2 separate regions of the Hordeum vulgare genome follow, and region 2 is linked to region 1. A link is a contact called in public Hi-C data. All regions are on one chromosome and are shown on one strand. The core of a region is the stretch at or near the end of the contact, and the rest is flanking DNA. Distances in the headings are between cores, read along the strand shown.

Region 1 (6,238 bases), core at 1,053-3,552:
TCAAAAAACATTTGGAATTTCTAGAAATGATTTTTAACACCAACAAAAAATTGCTTGCTATGGTATTCTCGGAGAGCTCATAACCAAAGCTTGAGTTTCTCAAAAAATAAAATAGAGCTTGAGGCGCCATCGAACGAATTGGCGCTCACACAAGCCTAAGAGCATCTCTAGCACACTCCGTATAAAGCCGACACGTAAAAGTCGTTTACAGTTTGCGGAAAAATGATTTTGCGGGCCGGCGTGGGTGGCGGCCGAGCAGACCCTGCAGAACGGACTCGTATAAAAGGATATCCCGAAAAGTTTGTTATTTCCATTCCAAATCCAAGCATGAAAACACGTTTATTTGCTTTTTTATTTTCTTCAAAGGCATTGAAGACATCATAATTCATCAAATGTTTGCTAAAACAGCAGGACCAAAGAAAACAAGAACCACAATTAGACATTTTAGAAGATATCCAACTTTCATAGCTGCTCCCACTAGTTGGATCAACATCTTCTTCATGCATTCATTGTTGATCTGAGGATTCTTCATCTTGCATTCTTCATTCTTCGGCTTTGATTCTAAATAATTAGACGTTGCCTCCCTTCTAGTTTCTTTTATAATTGCACATACAGCTGAATCATTAACCTTAATCATACTAAGGAGTGCACGAACATCTATTAAGTTTATTTCTATCAATAAATTGATGTATTTTTTTCTAATACCGAAATGAGTATCCACCTTCTACACACACGAACACCACAATAAACTACCGAAATTTAACAAAATAAATGACAAAGCCGAACAGAAAGAAGAGCATACCCCGTCATTATTGCATTTGAAGAATACCCCTTCCAAGGTGCTGCCGCGTGCTAGATGTGAGCCACAACACTGTCTCTAGGCAGTCATCGTACTGTATGAGCGGCATCGGCAAGCCGGCGAGCCGCTGCGCGACCACCGAGCTCGGGCGACGGCCCGAAGAGTCCTTGCCGTCAAACTAACGCTGGTGACTAGAGGATGAACCAGTACCTACATGTGGCGCTGGCGCTTTGCCGGGGCTGTGCAGGGTGCTCCCCAACCAATCCATGGCTTTGGCGCACACACCGGTGGGAAGAAAAGCCAAAATTGGTGGCGCGACAAAACAACCGCCGATCTGCAGGTTTTCGGCCAGTCAAGGCACGAGGGAGTGGTGGATGTCGATCTAGTGCGTGTGGCGGCCCGCCCACGTGATCTCGGCGCTGGTATGGCCGGAATCGAAGGCGGAGCCCGACGGTGGTGGGTGGGGGAAAGCGCGGGATGAAATGTCCCACCAACCAACCACTCTAGATATATACACGGCACCGACGGGGGGGGGGGGGGGGCTACGTTTTCGTGGGTTGGGGTGAGCATTTTGCCTCGCCCTGCAGTTTTTTTTACGGAAGGACGCGTTTGCGGGGTTTGGTCGTGCAACATTTTCCGCCTCGACCCATATTTTGACGGTTATTTTACGGGTCGGGGCATTATACGGGATCTGATAGAGATGCTCTCGGTCCTACCCAAATAATGCTCGGCTTGGTTCAATCGCCCTCCCCTTTTTCTGACAGCTGCACCACTCGTTGAGTTGCACAAGACATTAAAAAACCATTCACAGTTTTTGGTTCAAAACAAACTCAAATTCTGGTTTCTAGAGATAAAAAATGGTATAACAAAAACATCTATAAATAATGAAGACATTATGAGTTAAAACAAATTCCATGAACACAAAAAGAACCAACCCTACAAAGAAGGAATCATAAATTTTAAAAATATATTTGCTAATTGTTTTTTTTCAATTTTTTAAATGTTCCTTAAGATGAAAACTTGTTCGAAAATTCAAATATATTTTCTCAAATTTAAAAAAGTCAATGAATTTGATTTTGTTTATCAAATTCAGAAGAAGTTCATGAAATTGAAAAAGTTCAAGAAATTGAACCATACACATTTTATTTTGTGAAAAAAGTTCATGAATTTGAGCAAAAGATCGCAAACTTACAAACTTTTATTGTGTTTAGAATAAGTTCACAATATTGAAAATAGTTCACGCATTTGGAAAAAGGTTGCGAAAAAAGGAAACGATAAAACCGAATAAAAAACCAAGTGAAAAATCTAGTCGGAAGCCTCTAAAAGCTTCACGAAACCATCCATAAACTTTGAAAAACTGGATGGTGGATGTTAAATAAACCTAAAACGCAACTTCCATGGGACAGCCTATTTCCAAGGGTACATAATGTAGAAGGTGTGCACCATGTATCGATATGCCTATAGCGAACACTATAAGCGGCAAATAGGAACCAACGTGTTCCAGGTTGCTGCAGTGTTTGAGTGCGACACTGTTCCAGGGCATCGCTATGTCTTGCTTTAAGCGAGTCGAGGCTTTAGACTCGCCGAACCAAGAGAGCATATGGGGCGGCCTGTTTCCTATTTCGTTTCTTTTATGTTTTTTATACTTTTATTTGTTTGATATATACTTCCTCCGTTCTTATATATAAGTTTTTTTAGAGATTTTACTAGAAGACTACATATGGAGCAAAATGAGTGAATCTGCATGCTAAAATGTGTCTATATACATCTGTATGTAGTCCTTTAATGAAACCTCTAGAAAGACTTATATTTAGAAACGGAATGAGTATATATTATAAAAAACAATTACCCGTAAAAAATGAAAATCTGTTGAATAAGTATTAAAAAAATGAGGAATAAGACTTTGAAAAATATTCAACATGTATTTTAAAATGTTAAATAGGTATTACAAATATTGAAAACTTATTTTAAGAAGTTAAATAGGTATTATTTTTTTATTAGACTACATCAAAAACGTTGAACAAGTATTTTAAAAAATTCTGAGATTTTTGTTAGTAACTATTAAAATGTCTAAAAAGTAGTTGACAAATATTGAATATGCGTCTGAACAAATTTGAACGTATCTACAAGAAATGTTGACTCTTATTAAAAGACAGTTGTCATATAAAAAATAAGAAATGAAAAAATTAAAACAAAAAAATAAGAACCAAAAAATAAAAAAATTAAACCCCCCAAAAAACAAAAACGAAAAAACATGTAGAAAGAATAAAAAGGTGCAAAGAAAAGAAAAACCAGAGAAGAAAAAAGCATTGAAACCCGAAAAATCAATGAAAAAGAATGTTTTTTTGGAGAAGAACAAATTATAATGACGAGAAAACCCATAGATAAATAAGAAAACCAAACAAAGAACCAAAGAAAGGAAAAAGAAGGAAAAGGAAAGAAATAATAAAAAAACTTATCTCAAGTAGCGAGCGACTCCTAGGTAAACACGAAGTCAAAACTGGTGCAGTGCCTAGCGGCCCTACGCGCCCTCATTTCTTATTGTGCGCTAGTCGGTCAGCCTGATTAGTCGAAAGGCTTAAGCGAGACGAACCTTCGGTCTCGTTGAAGTCGAGAAATAGCTCCCGCGAGTGTTCCTGATCTGTATGGTATGTTCGCTAGAAAAACATGGATACAGGCACGTACGCCCAGTTGCTCGCCTCTGTACGAATTGAGAGTGCAATTCAACGCAGCGACCATCGTAAGGGGTCCCTCCCTCCCTCCCCCTCTCTCTCTCTTTCTCAAACCTAGCAGATCCTCGTTCTAAGTAAAACTGGTTATTTTTTATATAAATTTCCAAAATTTATTATTGAAAAATAAAAAATGTTAACAATATTAGTAAAATATTCAAGAATCTAAAAAATTGTACATGCAATTTGCAAAATCTTCACAAATTTCTCTAAAAATAAAACCAACATAAGAATAGTAAAATGTTCACATGTATTCAAATTATTAATAGGTTTTTGAAAAATTGTGATTTATAAATATATTCATCATTTAAATGAATTTCAAAGATTTTAAAATGATGTCGAAGAATCTAAAAAATGTTTTTTTTTTGAAAAATTGTGGATTTAGAATAATGTTTGTGAATTTGAAAAAATGTTTAAAAGTGTATAAACATGTAAATATATTTGAAAATGATCATGGTTTTGAAAATATTCAGCATTTTATTAAATATTCATTACTTTAAAGTTTTTAGAAATTTATTAAAAATATCAATTAAAAAATGTTTATATAATGAAAAACTAAATATAAGAAGTAAAATGAAATGCCAGCAATGCAAAGTTCAAAAAAGCACGGGACGTTAATTATGCGTCCGACCACCTACTTACTCTTTTCTAGCTTAGGCGTGATTAGGTGTAATTAGACACAATTATGCATCTCCTACACGGTTGTATGAATACGGGCAAAAATAGTAGTTTTCCAGCAAAGCAAATGCAAGAATTTAAATGAAGGTATAATTATAAGTTTATAACATTGTTCTCTCTCGAGTATGTTGTCCCTTCCTCTTTGCGTGTTGTCCTATGATCCTCTCCCTCGAGTGCATCGGACATCAACTACATACATCATAGAGAAGATAACAAGATTTTAGGAGGAGCAACCAACAAGCAAGGAAATCATCCAAAAGTTTGAAAGCATATATGTAATAATGTAAATTGTAATAAGAAGCTTATCTAGTTGGCTCATAGCCTTCTCCCTTTTTGAGATTGTCGAAATTGTATGAGCATACCAGGAATGCAATGGGCAGATCACATCACGACTTCACAAGCAAGCATATTACATAACAACTAAAAGTCTTAAACTTGCTTAGTTTAACCAACAAAAGTACCACGATGAGGATCCACAATAGTCTCACTCACGCCACTCCATAGTCTCTTACATAACAAATAACAAACAAAAGACGAATGGATGAAAGCAAATGCATGATAACTTGATCACTTGATGGTATGATGCCAACCATCATGCAATGATCACTTGCTCAATTCCTCTCAATCATCCTCATACTCAATGAGTTCATCATCCGCGATATCATCATCACCATCACATTAAAACTCCTCCTCCTCCTCCTCAAGGTCTCTCACTCTTGCACTCCTACGAAGTTAGAGCCGCTCTTATGCTCCCATTGCTTCACCAAGTATATCCCATGACATCCCCGTACCCGGATGGACACCCCATCCTCCTCATCAAGATAAACAACATTTGCATGATCATCCAGGAGGGAATTCCGGATTAAGGGGTCCTCGGGCGGTCGGGTTGTCCCTTATGGGTCGATCATATGGTTCATCGTTGAAGACCGGAGTATCTGACAACTGCATAATCGAGATGGAAAGCTCCGAAGAATGGCGTGCACTCCAAGGCAAGAGGACCAGTTCGACCTATCTACCCCCGATTAAACTCGGTAACATGTAACCCTAGGGGCCCTGGTGTCTATATAAACCAAAGGTTATTATGCGTAGAGGCAGGTTATCTCATCTACGGTTTAGCTTGTACGATCTCGAGGTGGATCAACTCTATAATCATTGTTCCCTATCAATATAATCAAGAAGGACGTAGGGTTTTACCTCCTCAAGAGGGCCCGAACCTGGGTAAACATCGCCTCTCCCTCTTTCCTACAACCCATCGATATAAGCTCCAGAGTTTGGGACCCCCTACCCGAGGTCTACCGGTTTTGTCACCGACATTGGTGCTTTCATTGAGAGTTCCGCTGTTGGATCACTGAAAGGATCGATGGCTCGCTTGATCATCAACGGTCGAGGTTGCGACGGGGCATCTTCGCCCTCGAAGAGGTCCCCGCGCTCGAGAGCATCTGTGACGCCCTCGGTTTAATCGTACGCTAATCATACACGCAAATGCGTACGATCAAACCCAAGGACTCACGGGAAGATATCACAACACAACTCTAGACACAAATAAAATAACATCAGCTTCATATTACAAGCCAGGGGCCTCGAGGGCTAGAATACGGAAACTCGATAAACACACGAGTCAGCGGAAGCAACAAATATCTGAGTACAGACATAAAACATGGGGTGCCTTAGAGAAGGCTAGCACAAAAGATACAACGATCGAATGAGGCGAGGCCTCCTGCCTGGGAACCTCCTAACTACTCCTCATCATCAGCGGCCTCCACGTAGTAGTAGGCACCGTCGGGGTAGCAGTCATCATCGGCGGGGACCTCCATCTCCTGGGCTCCATCATCTGGTCGCAGCAAACGGATCAAGGGGACACGGGGGGAGCAAAGCAGCGGTGAGTACTTGATACGTCCATTTTGCATCATGCTTTCATGTTGATATTTATTGCTTTTTGGGCTGTTATATTACTTGCGGTACCATATTTATGCCTTCTCTCTCTTATTTTGCAGGGTTTATATGAAGAGGGAGAATTCAGGCAGCTGGAATT
Region 2 (6,238 bases), core at 2,679-5,178, 62 kb before region 1:
CGCCTCTTCGGTGCATGTAATTGATGACACAAGCAATTTATCAGTAAATGATGTTGGCCAAGAGCATTGGAAGGCAGTTTTACAAGAAACAACATCACAGAAAGCAGAACATTTGATTTCATTCATGCCGAATCTCGCCAACTTTCGTTGCATCAACACAATTTTACACTTGGATTCAGACATAAGCCCCCGAGCATCATGACACATATACACATCCGGTGCATGATGAACATTATCGTTATGGTGTTTACAACAACAGGCCAGTTACGCCCACCATCAACATACATGTGTTGCTGCCAAACCAGTTCTTCAGACTTGATACAGCAAACAGGCAGAAAATTGCAGGACCGATGATTTCGTCGCAGAGAAATCGATCCACCGGTTATTTTCCTTTCGGTGACACGCAGGAGCAGTCCACCTGTTCTTTTTGAATTGTGCCATGGTACAGAATAATCCCTTACTCCTGCCCTGGTTGCGCTGATGGGACGAGCGGCTGATGTTCATCAGCACCACTTGATATTCTGTCCATGCCACACAACTCGGGGGATTTTATAAGCACAAACGGTGATTTGTGTAGAGCAGCAAAGGCCTTGTTTCCTTCACCATTGCTCCCTAAACAAATGGTATCACCCCGCCCGTGCCAAACACCACACTGGACATTATTCATCTCCAAAGTTCTCGCCTCCTGCTTATCCAAAATGATAACTGTGAGGCACTTGTATCCATAATAAAAAAATAGTGAACTTTTGGTTCCAAGGGGGTCTGAATGTATATAACCTGGCACAGGGTACAACAAGGACATATCAGATGGAGAACACAGTCATCTAGACTGCCATCAGTCCCCTGAAATCACACAAAAGGGTCAATGAGATGTCTTACTTTCCCCATCATTCCTGAATTAAAGTACTACCTCTGTACACTAATGCAGAGGGCGTACATATACCAATATCTACTAAAAAGTTGGTAAAATAGTCATCACACACAAACTGGCAAGGGTATGCAGAGCTACCAATATTAACTCAAAGCAAGTTTCAGTTATTGTTCATTCCAGTAAAGCCACAGTTCTGAATTAATTGTAATGCAAGAGAAGACAGGAACCACAGCCAACTGCATTAAGCACTAGGGCACTAGTAGGCGGTAATAACCTGTTTGAATACCTTATTTGAAAACGCTAATTCAGAAATACTTACCCGGATATTGAACTGTTTCCTGATTCTTCTTCGGAAGTAACCCGTGTAGATTGCTATCAAGAGAACAGAACCCAGACCCATATATAGATATACATGATGCCTCGTTACTGAAAAGGCAATTAAGCTGACCAGAACAGCAACTAATGAAATGAAGTAAGCCATTGCCTGAAATAGTTTCATCTTGTGTCAGAAGAGTGAATAAGAGTTCTTAAAAAGAACATAAGCTTAACAACACAGCTCAAGTAAACTTATGGTAAAACTGAAAATGTCAGATTCAATGGGAATAAGAGTATGTTACAGAAAGCAACAATAGTTGTAATTCTCAAAAGACTTCGCAACAGGGCAGGAAAACAGAGAGAACACAAATTTATCAGCACGTATTGGGAGACATGGAGGATAAAGCACATTTGGTTGATAGCCACATCTTGCCAAATTTCGCCACAGATGACAGAACTGTTTGTGACCACTCTTTTGCTTCACTGGCAAAACTGCGGCAGAACCACACTTCTTAGTGACCTGTCCCACCTAACATAAACTCACTTTTGCGGAACCTTAAAAAAATACGTAACAACTAATTTGTTTGGCACACTTTGCGTGGCTTGTCATGGCAAGTCACATTGGCAAGTCAAATTCTTGTGTGCATCGACCTAGTCAACATGAATGACACCCTGCCCTTTTTTTCCGAGCTTCTCCATACCCTAAAGGATAAGTTCTAGTAATATGATCTCTAGTTATATTATATTTTGGAGGGAATGAGACTGCACGTTATACTTGTGAGAGGGTCGACTTTTAATTTGTTTAACTTGCCAATGTGAACAGGGCAGGATGGCCTTCCTGTTGACCATGTCTAAGCCCAAAAGAATACATAACTATCCAAGCAAATCCTGTTCACATTGGCAAGTCAAACATCCTATGCATTATCTTCTCTGTTGTATAAACTAGTCAGAAGACAGCTTTGCTAATTGTTGTCTAAACAACTAAAATGGAAATGGCATTCATTTCAACAAATTTAGCAAGAGACATTCTAACAAAATATTCCACAGCTCTAGCATTAGGAGGAAGTTAGAATAAATAGAGAAAAATCACATACATAATTAAGAAGTTAAGATGTTTACTTTTCAGGGCAGCTATATTCGTAATAGTCTACAGAACTCTAAAAGGGTTGACCTACAAGAAATTCTGCATTTGGTACTGGAATAAAGAGCCTACCTGAACCAAACGGTTTCCTACTTCCTACCAACGGCAGCATCTTAAACTAACCTCAACTGGTTTTGCATGCTTACCTATATTACACAGCAACGTGACCACCCTTTTGGCACAGAAAAATGACAAGCAAGAAATGGGCAAGACATGGTATTATCTGTACCTGAAGGAAGCAAGATCCGAGATTGGCTCTCCGCATGTTCTTGCCAAACCTATAGCATGGGCAACTGCAAGTAGTCGCAAGCAAACAAGAAAGTTAAAGCGAAGATCCTCAAAAGTTTAATCACAGCTGCACATTAAAATATGCTGTACAGCAGAGGAAAATGGAATCTTTTTCAAAGACAGTCGAATAGAACAAAGGCAGAAGTTCAAAAGGGGTAAGACCTCACGTTGGGGAATGTTCCCTACTAACTTATCTTAAACATGTCAATTTTTCTTTCATGACTCAAGCTAGGAAATACTTTTCAGTACTCGAATTAACCAACCTAAAATCCAAGAGAAAAACTAAACCTCGAGCAGATTCTATCACTTATCACCCATGAGTCTTCATCAGATGATCAGAGATATGAAGTATTCTTTAAGGACAGGTAGCACTAATTAGGGAGAAACCTTCGTTTGGCGTAGGAATTTCTTCTTCCACGACTCTAGCTAGAAAGAAGTGACAAAGGATGAATCCAGAAAGTCTCATCAAACTGTGGTGGACTTTCACTAGTATTACATTACAGTTAACCAAGCAATACTCCAAGACAGAAATTAATGACGGAGCTAAATAGTAAATCTTGTGTCTAATCATAAAGAAATTATGGCTAAATTAGAGAACACTGATGGCATTTCAAGCAGTATCCATTTTTTCCCCAAGGGGAAGACCCCGGCCCGTGCATCATGAGGATGCACACAGCCAAAAGAGGCAGTATTCATGCGAGACAAAATACTAGGTACTAGTAGTATTCCACATCGAGTTGGCATAAAGACAGCAGCGCAGTTTATGCCCAAATCCGCACAAAATCAATATGGAAAGATTGAGCTAAACTAGCAGTAGAATCTCCAAGCTTTCCCGTGGCAACCCACCAAAAACAGCAGGTGGTTGGACGGATGAAACGAGCGGTCAAGAGTTAGCTCCACCTACCAGGCGGCCTCGAGCGCGATTCGGCGGTCCTCCAAGCAATCAATCACCACGTCCCCCTCCCACATCCTCTGCACGCCTCCTCCGCCGGCGGCCCCTTCGGCGCCGCCCGCGCACGCCGCCGCCTCCCCCATGCCGGCGCCCTTCCTCCTCTCCGCCGACATGGCGACGGACGCGCAGAGCATGTCGAAGTCCAGCACCGCCATCGCCTCCTCCTCGTACTCCTCCTCCTCCGGGCGGCCCCTAGGCGCCGTGGACGCCTCCTCCTCCGCCGCGGCCATGGATGGACGGAGCCTCGCTCGCTCGCTCCCTCTCTCTCGCTCCCTGTCCTGAAGTTTTTGTTCCGTATGACGTTACTGCTACTCGGTCCCGTGCCGCGCCGGGTTTTTAACGTCTTATTAATAAGCGCCTCCGATTGAGAGAGGGAGAGGGAGAGGGGGGATGGCATCTTCCGATTGGGATTTTCTTTCTTTCTGGGAGTAATACGTATACCTGTTCGCACTCGCTTCGGCGGCCGATTTGCCCACGGTGAGGTGGGTCCAGCGGGGCCCGGCTGTGCGAGGGGCCCCACGCGCCAGCGGAGGATGGCGGGGAACACGTGGGTGGGTGAGTTGGTGCCGGGAGGACGAGGCGCCCGAATTGCCGGTGGTTAAATCGGGTAATTAGCCCCCGCGGCCGCTAATAATAATAACAATAACGTAACGCGCGTGGTCTGGGAGGGGAGGGGAGGGGAGTAGCCTGGCGGTGGTTGGACTTTGGATTGGGCCGCCGCGCCCGCGCCTGCTCCACAGTCCAGACTGGATGCGGGTCCGCCTGTCAGTCGGATAGAGTTTATGTCTCGTTGCGCTTATCCGGTTTTCGGAGAAAGGTCGCCGCTTCGGGGCTGCTGACGCTGCAATCATACTCTGGTTGCGTATGCAGGAACAGAAATTTGTTGGGTTGTTCCGCCAAACCAACAGAATGGCCATGCTCTTGTCTTTCGGCCCTGTTTCGATACTCTAATTTAGCTAGAGGTTAGAGTTAGTTTTTAGCTCATGACTAACGTTAGACTAACTCTAGCCAAAGAGATGTTTGGATGATAGGGTTAGATTAACAATAGTTGTACTTAATGGAGAGAGGAAAGTGATTTTTTAGTGGGTCTCATGAAAACTAGCTCCAATTAACATCTATTACCTGGTGGATAGAGAGAGAAAAGTGACTTTTTGTGGGCCCCATGAAAACTAGCTCCAATTAGCACCTCTTGGGTGGGCTAGTTTTTTGGGTGGGTTAGATGCAACTAGCTCCAATCTAACCCTCATGTTTGGATACTTTAGTGCTATTTGAGCCCCAACTAGCTCAAACTAACTCTAGTATGTGGATCCAAACAGGGCCTTCGTTTCGTTTCTTTCTCACGCGAAGGATTGTACTAGTTTTTTATTTTCTTTCCTTTCTCACGAGATCCAATGACTTGTGCACCTGACCCCTCTCCACATCCAGGGCCGGTCCTGAGATTTCGGGGGCCGGGGCGAAACTAGAACCCGAGGCCCTTTAACATAAAGTCATAAACCTAAAAAATGTTTTGTGTAACGCTTAAAATGCATTTAAAATCACATAATTTTTACATATGTACCTCAAAATTTGAGTCTAACATTCCCAGATGCAATCACAAGGATGATGGTATTGATATCAATCTTATTCAACAATTTATTCTTGATATACTAAGTTGCAAAACTTTTAACCTCTCTTGGACATTTATGTATCTCGCATTATTCTCCATTATTTTCATCAATATGTAGCTATTTGAAAGATGCATGTAGTGCTTCTTGTAGTAGAACAAAACCAATCATACCTTGATCATCATCAACTCATGTAGTGCCTCCTTGTTCATGTTCTTCTTGATAAGAATCTTTGTTTTTTATGAAGCATTAGAAATATCTTCTAAGCCCTGGAGATAAAACACATGTATAGTGAGTCAATCAGTCAAACTTTACAAACTACAGTATATGAGAAACCCATTGAACGGACAGAAAATCCAATACTATTTGATATCATCTCCAAATCCAAAAACATCATTTTCTATCAAAACATTGATACCGGAGATCTAAGTTGGAATCTTCAATACGGAAGGAACCATCAACATGCCTTGGACATAATGCTTTTTGCAGCTGCACTACAAAACCATAACATTGATTATCGAGTTAATAAATAACTTGACACGATTCAATGATTAATCATAATCCTGCTGCAGTAGACATCGTCCCATATTCCCAATTTTCATAACCGAGCAATAGCACCATGGCTACTAATTTTGAAATGCCAAACAAAAATCCTCTCATTGTAACTATAAATTTTTCCGTCGAAATCAAGAAACCCCAAAATTCATAAAACCCACAAGATTGAATAAAAAAGGAGCAAATTGACCCTACTCTAGATGACTAGCCTATTTGGATGCTCCTCCTCTGTCGTAGTGTCGCTGCCGCATCGGAGGCAAACACGCAATGGCCTTGCCGTGATTGGGATGGGAGTTTGAGCGTGACGACCTAAAAACCAAGACTGAGCATTGTGCGTTAATTTTCTTTTACCTTGGGTCTTCCTCAACGATGGTAATGATGCCCATAGCGCTGGGCCAGGCCCATTATCTCCGCGTGGTAGTCATGTGCACCTGCGGGAACACAAGGAAACTGGAACAGGATCTTGTCCATCCGTTACGTGCTACATTGGTTGCGCGTCTATATTAGTCTAC

The links. Hi-C and Micro-C count contacts between places; a contact is called where the count stands out from the background.
Region 2: a contact with region 1 is called in a Hi-C map of leaf, with 2.9 times the contacts expected there. The contact joins the promoter of LOC123425739 here to the enhancer-like site in region 1. A contact is called at or near these places in 2 of 6 Hi-C or Micro-C datasets (leaf and seedling).

The regions. Positions count from the first base shown.
Region 1 is chr2H:178,566,570-178,572,807 of MorexV3_pseudomolecules_assembly, reverse strand. No RefSeq gene overlaps it. Among protein-coding and RNA genes, the nearest start is that of LOC123425739, 63 kb to the left of the region's middle. Within about 2 kb of position 2,302, at least 3 of the 3 cell types and tissues checked have open chromatin away from gene starts, as enhancers often do. A contact at or near this core is called in leaf and seedling, where this site is marked.
Region 2 is chr2H:178,630,149-178,636,386 of MorexV3_pseudomolecules_assembly, reverse strand. LOC123425739 reads right to left here and starts at 3,928. Exons shown (of 5, transcript XM_045109450.1): 1 at 3,520-3,928; 2 at 2,557-2,620; 3 at 1,191-1,355; 4 at 778-843; 5 at 100-685. The coding sequence starts at 3,797. The coding sequence ends at 458.